2 separate regions of the Mus musculus genome follow, and region 1 is linked to region 2. A link is a contact called in public Hi-C data. All regions are on one chromosome and are shown on one strand. The core of a region is the stretch at or near the end of the contact, and the rest is flanking DNA. Distances in the headings are between cores, read along the strand shown. Region 1 has its middle 18 kb from the start of Slc5a3. Region 2 holds the start of D430001F17Rik (a long non-coding RNA gene).

Region 1 (3,327 bases), core at 618-3,117, 86 kb before region 2:
AGTCGGTTGCTCACATTTACTGTCTCCTCCCATCCTCTGTGAAGGGCTAGCTGAGAAAAATAACATAATAGATGAGGGCTGGGATTTGGGATCGTCCAGGATTTTGTTCTCAGACCATTCAGAGATATAGGAAACCTTGCACCCACGTGTCTGACTCCAGGGTTCTGAGTCTCTGAGGATTGTTCTGGCATCATTCCTGAGGCAAAGGTATTTCTTCACCCATGCATGCAAATGATCATTCCAGAAACTATAAACTACCTACCTACCTGTGTACAAGGAGATGGGGGGAGAGGACACTTGCCCTCTGGAGGCCCTGTATTCTCAGTGCACAGACAAGGAGATAGACCAAGTTGGAAAAACCAGGACTATTTTATTTAATCTCCTAAATTAGATCATCTGGCCCCTCTGACTCTTACTTCCAGTCCCCATGGCATGGCTTCCTTGTGGCCTCTGATTCCAGAGTGACCTCAAGAAACAAATGCTCACACCCTCGGAATCCCTACCCTGAACTCAGGAGCATGTTGTAGGAAACAGGCCTTCAGTGCTGCCTGGGAGCCTCCCTGTTCTCTCATTGAGTAAAAAGCCATAAAGTGCTGATTTAATTGTTCCCTTGGATTTTAAGAGCCAACATCCCAAGCAGGGGCCTGCCTGTCCCACCCCAGGGAGGGGGCCTAGTTCCTGAAGTGGCCCTGTCCTAAGCCTTCAGATAGACTGATAAGCCATGAGTTACAAGGACTAGGAGGTAGGCTAAAGGCAGGCCAGGGTTGGCCTTGAGCTTGGAAATCCCAGAAAAGACCTGGCCAATTGAACTAGGTTTTGACATTTGAACTCATTGTGTATGTATGTATATATATGTGTGTGTGTGTGTGTGTGTGTGTGTGTGTGTGTGTGTGTGTGTGTGTGTACAATGAGTTATATATTATATATACAAAGATATATATATACATACACATAGATATTCTTCTGTTGTAAGGCTAATATAACCACATTGTGGAAAATTAACAAAATGAAAAAATAAAATAAAATAATATGCTACCATCTGAGCATAGTCAATATAGGCTTTCTAAATTTTCAAGACTTAACTATGGATACATTTATTTATATCATTGTAATCACGGTGCAATTTTTTTTCTAATTTCATGTTTTTCTTTGTTATCTAATTATATGAATGTCTATGTTCTTTTTATTTAAAGATTTATTTTTATTTTGTGCGTGTGTGTGTGCGTGTGTGTGTGCACGTGTGTGTGTGTGCACGTGTGTGTGTGTGTGTGTGTGTGTGTGTCTGTGTGTCTGTGTCTGTGTGTATAAGAAATGTGTGTGGGTACCCTTGGAGACCAGCAGAGGGTGTCAGATCCCCTGGAACTGGAAATGCAGGTGGCTGAGACCTACCCTCCGTGGTGCTGGGAACTGAACCCCAACACCTGAAGAGGAACCAGCACTCTGACCGTCTGAACGCGCTCTCTCGCCCGCCCCCGTGTTTATGCTCCTAATTAACCTTCACAGCTTTTTTTTTTTTAGCCACTGTGAAAAATACTCAGTTCTCCCCTTAAGCTTGAATGTTTAAGAGCACACTTTTTTTCTCTTCCCTTTTATAACTAATGAATATCTTCCAACCTATGGTGATACCCCTGTCTTCCCAAAAAACGGTACCACCCGTGCAGAATAGGCCTAAGAACTAGGAGACGCTAAGGCCTGAACAGCAAGGACCCTAACTTTCTCAGAATCTAGCAAACAGCAGTACAATTTCTCTGGGGCTAGGTGAAAGGTCAGAAGATATAGGAAGAGGAAACAGAAATGCCTGGAAATGCCTGCACTGTGTGGGCCTGTGCCAAGAGTGAGTCACGAGTCTACACGTGGGCTCGCCCTCCCGCAGAGAGTGGCCTGCTGAGTGGCCCCACCCCATACTGCTGGCTGCTTCAATGCCTTACAGAAGGTTCCAGCAGGGTGGAGAACTTCAGGCAAGGGCAGGTGAAGGCCAGGACCCCAGAGGCAGAGAAGCGAGAGGTAGTGTGGAAAGTTACTCAAAAGCCCAAGTGCCCATCCTGGGTCCTGGAGGCCACTCACCCTGCACCGCACTGGGCAGCACCGGCTAAGAAGGGAGTTCTGTGCCCACCCTTTGCTTGCTGGTGAGTCCGGTATGCCCGTGATCTTCCCACCTTGTTCTAGTCTGAGTCTCATCTTTCCAACAGTCTACCCCATTGGTCTCTCTTTCACCCCACAAGGTGAAATGAAGGGCCTTTTGCGTCTGAGTGTGGCTCCCTCGAACCATAATTGTAGTTCCAGGACAACCGAATGCTAGCCAGGCAGTTTGGGGCACTGCGGCTCATCCCTTCCTCCTGACCCCAGGGCAAACTCAGCACCCTCCCTATATTGTTTTGTCTCACCCTTCATGGCTACCCAAGTTCATAGCCTATCTTCTCCTAAGCCACACTTCCTTCCTGAGTTCCAGTATACTCTAACTGCCCATATAGATACTCCTATCTGGGGCTGGAGAGATGGCTCAGCAGGTAAGAGCAGTGATTACTCTTCCGAAGGTCCTGAGTTCAAATCCCAGCACAACCTCCCGTTATGAGATCTGACTCCTTCTGGTGTGTCTGAAGACAGCAAGCAACAATGTACTTATTTATAATAAATAAATAAATAAAGATACTCCTATCTGAGTGTTCCTAAGCAGCCCAGACTGTGCAGTCCCGGGAGCAGGGAGCATAGTGTCTTCCCCCTCTATACTAGTCACACTTCTTCTAGCCCACGAGTGACACTACTCGGCACCCAGCTCTCATACTAGACATACATAAAAATGTCTAGTATGAGAACTTTGAGCACCAAGTAGCTCTTCTGCCCTTCCTTTCCTCTCAGCTACCTCGCTAGGGGGATTGGGGGCAGAGGAGGGGGCGGGTATGATCCGGTATGTTTTGCTGTTTAAAAGTCCCTAGAGCAGCGGTTCTCAGCCTTCCTAATGCCGCAACCCTTTAACATAGTTCTGCCTACTGTGGTGATCCCCACCCCCACCCCCAACCATGAGATTATTTTCGTTGCTACTTCACAACTGGAATTTTGCTACTGTTATGAATCCTAATCTAAATCTCAGTGTTTTTCCGATGGTCTTGGGTAACCGTTGAAAAGGTTGACTCACAAGGGGTCGCGACCCCCAGGTTGAGAACTGTTGCCTTAGAACAAGCGTTGCTAGAGTGTCACGGTCCAAATCCAGGTAGGCATTCAAGCATGCAGCAGCTGTTTACAGTGAGGATGGAGCCAATACGGGAACTGGTCAATGATACTTGAGGTCATATGGCTACCCACTCAGTCACGCTCTCGTGTCCCACTCTG
Region 2 (3,013 bases), core at 153-2,652:
AACCCTCCACTCAGACCAGTAGGGAATCTTGTGTCGTCAGTCCCTCACGCGCGTGCGCGTGGGAGTTGGGGGAGGAGAGGGAAGCACGAGGCTGCAAACAGCACCATGACTGACAACGGAACAAACAACCCAGAGGACAGAAAGACCAACACCCTCCTTCCTACTTGAGCTACATACAAAAATAGCAAGCTCCAGAAAAGCCCACAGCAATAGGAGAGGTGGGCGCTATGCAAATGACCTAGAAAGAGCCACGGACCTCGTGCTTTTCCCTCAGTTCTCGAGCCCAGTCTCATTCTTTCGAGTAGTTTTCCTTTCTTAATCGAATGTCGGACTGGAGAGATGGCTCAGAGGTTAAGAGCACTGACTGCTCTTCCAGAGGTTCCTAGTTCAATTCCCAGCAACCACATGGTGGCTCATAATCCTCTATAATGAGGTCTGGTGCCCTCTTCTGGCCTGCAGGCGTACATGCAAGCAGAATGCTGTATACAGAATGAAAAAAAAGAACTCTTTTGGGGGATGCTATTAAAAAATAAAGTCACAACTGATTAAATCGCAGAGAACCACTGATGCTGGGATATCCATCCCCAATTGTCACATCAACAACACATTAGGCAGAGTGTATATCCTAGAAATGACAGGAAATGGAAACCTCAGCAACATGGCTGCCCTAACAGGATGAGAACAGCGATAGCACCAGTAGACATGCTAATGCGAAAGAGATCAATCTCAGAGGCCCCTGCCCCTAGACGAAGGGCTAGAGGCCTGAGAAAATGGGAGAGTTAGCCTTACATAGAGATGAACCCTCTATGATGATACCAAGGGCCAGCCCTAAAAACACACGCACACAAGACACACCAAATGAACCAAGCAGGCTGTACATATACACACACACCTCTGCATAGGTGGGTTAGGGTTAGGGTTACCTATGTATATATGCGAATAACAACAATAATTTTTAAAACTGAAGCCATGAATTTGAGAGGGAAGAGAGGGAGGGGGAAACTAGTTATTTCTAACCCACCAGCCAAGCCGACCGGAGAGGCAGGTAGGCTAGCAGATCTCCTCTTTCCCTCCTCACCTCCCCCGTCTCATCCTCAGCTCTGTAGCAGATGACATATTGTGGCGTCTCCTTACTCTCTGCCCCATTCCCAGGTGACTACGCAGATCCTGAAGGAACGCCATGCTTTCCTCCTTCCTCCTTCCTCCTGCCCCTGCCCTCAGTCCAGCCCAGCCTTATTCCTAAGTGTCACCTCCCAGTGCTTAGAGACCTTTTACCTGGAAACTCAGTGGCCACACCTAGCAGGAGCTCAAAAGAATTTCCTACCAGGCAACACACAGCCACCACACCCTCCTGAGAAGCAAAGAGGACAACAGAAACCAAGGAACAAAACATCCACCCAACATAGTCAAGACCAGATATAGGCACCTACAGTTACCAACACCCTGAAGCCAGATGCCTAGACACCAGCAGAATCACAATCAAAAACAGGCGGAACAATATGTCTCCTCTAGAACCCAGCAACCCTACCGCAGTAGGTCCTGAGAACGGCCACATAGTTGAAGTACAAGACAGAGACCTTAAAATAGCTGTTATGGATATAAAAGAGGTCCTTAAAGAGGAAATGAATAAATCCCTTAAATCTATTAAAACATACAGAGCAGGGGAAGGAAATGAATAAAACAGCTCAGACCTGGAAATGAAAATAGAGTCAATAAAGAGAAGCCAAGCTGGGGAAGACCTCGGAGTGAAAACCGTAGGAGCTCAAGCAGGGCCCCCAGAGGCAACAGAAGAAATGGATACCTCAGTCAAAGAAAATGTCAAGTCTAAAAACATGCTGGCACAAAACATTCAGCGACACAGGACACTGTGAACAGACCAAATCTAAGAAAAGTGTAGGGCTGGAGAGGTGGCTCAGTAGTTTAGATCACTGGCTGCTCTTCCAGAGGTCCTGAGTTCAATTTCCAGCAACCACATGGTGGCTCACAACCATCTGTAATGGGATCTGATGCCCTCCTCTGGTGTGTGTGAAGACAGTGACAGTGTGCTCATATAAGTGAAATAAATAAATGAAGAAGAAGAAGGAGGAGGAGGAGGAGGAAAGAAAGAAAAGGGAGAAAGGAAGAAAGGAAGAAATGAAGAAAGAAAGAAAGAAAGAAAGAAAGAAAGAAAGAAGAAAGAAAGGAAGAAAGGAAGGAATAAAGAAAGAAAGGAAGAAAGAAAGAAAGAAAGAAAGAAAGAAAGAAAGAAAGAAAGGAAGGAAGGAAGGAAGGAAGAAAGAAAGAAAGAAAGAAAGAAAGAAAGAAAGAAAGAAAGAAAGAAAGGAAACATAGGAAGGAGAAGAAGCGAAGAAGCTTAGGTCAAAGGCCCAGAAAACATTTTCAGCAAAATCAGAGAAGAAAATTTCCCTAATGTAATCAAGGAGATGCTTATCAAGGTACAAGAAGCATACAGAACACCAAGTAGATTGGACCAGAAAAGAAATTCCCCTCAGTACATAATAATCAAAACACCAAGCAAACAGAACAAAGAATATTAAAAGTTGCAAGGGAAAAAGACCAAGTAACATATAAAGGCATATAAAGGCAGACACCTGACTTCTCAATGGAGACGCTAGAAGCCAGAGGGCCTGGATAGATGTTCTACAGACTATAAGAGACCTCGGATGCTGGTTCAGACCACTGTACCCAGCTAAAACCTTCAATCACAAGAGATGGAGAAATTCCATGATAATACTAAATATTCAGCTACAAATCCATCCCTACAGAAGGCTCTAGGAGGAAAATTCCAACAAGAAGAGGTTAACCACACCCAAGAAAACACAAGGAATAAATAATCCCAGACTAGCAAATCAAAAGGGAGGAAACACACACACACCTAAATAATGGAATCACCATTGTTCATTGCTCATTGATCTCTCACAACACCAGGGGTCTCAATTCCCCAGTAAATAAATTCTGACAATAGACTAACAGAATGTATGCAAAAACAAGAACCATCCTTCTGCTTCATCCA

Evidence for each region. Hi-C and Micro-C count contacts between places; a contact is called where the count stands out from the background.
Region 1: a contact with region 2 is called in a Hi-C map of bone marrow-derived macrophages, with 30 read pairs. The contact joins the enhancer-like site here to the promoter of D430001F17Rik in region 2. A contact is called at or near these places in 5 of 39 promoter capture datasets (cranial neural crest, embryonic stem cells, epiblast stem cells and 1 more), 27 of 484 Hi-C or Micro-C datasets (the C10 cell line, CD8 T cells, the G1E-ER4 cell line and 11 more) and 6 of 115 datasets of contacts at active chromatin or transcription factors (VIP interneurons, double positive thymocytes, embryonic fibroblasts and 3 more).

What each region holds. Positions count from the first base shown.
Region 1 is chr16:92,038,206-92,041,532 of GRCm38.p6, reverse strand. No RefSeq gene overlaps it. Among named protein-coding and RNA genes, the nearest start is that of Slc5a3, 18 kb to the left of the region's middle. Within about 2 kb of position 1,867, at least 88 of the 459 cell types and tissues checked have an H3K27ac peak or open chromatin away from gene starts, as enhancers often do. A contact at or near this core is called in bone marrow-derived macrophages, double positive thymocytes, embryonic fibroblasts and 1 more, where this site is marked.
Region 2 is chr16:91,952,399-91,955,411 of GRCm38.p6, reverse strand. D430001F17Rik (a long non-coding RNA gene) reads right to left here and starts at 1,402. Exons shown (of 4, transcript XR_876250.1): 1 at 1,135-1,402.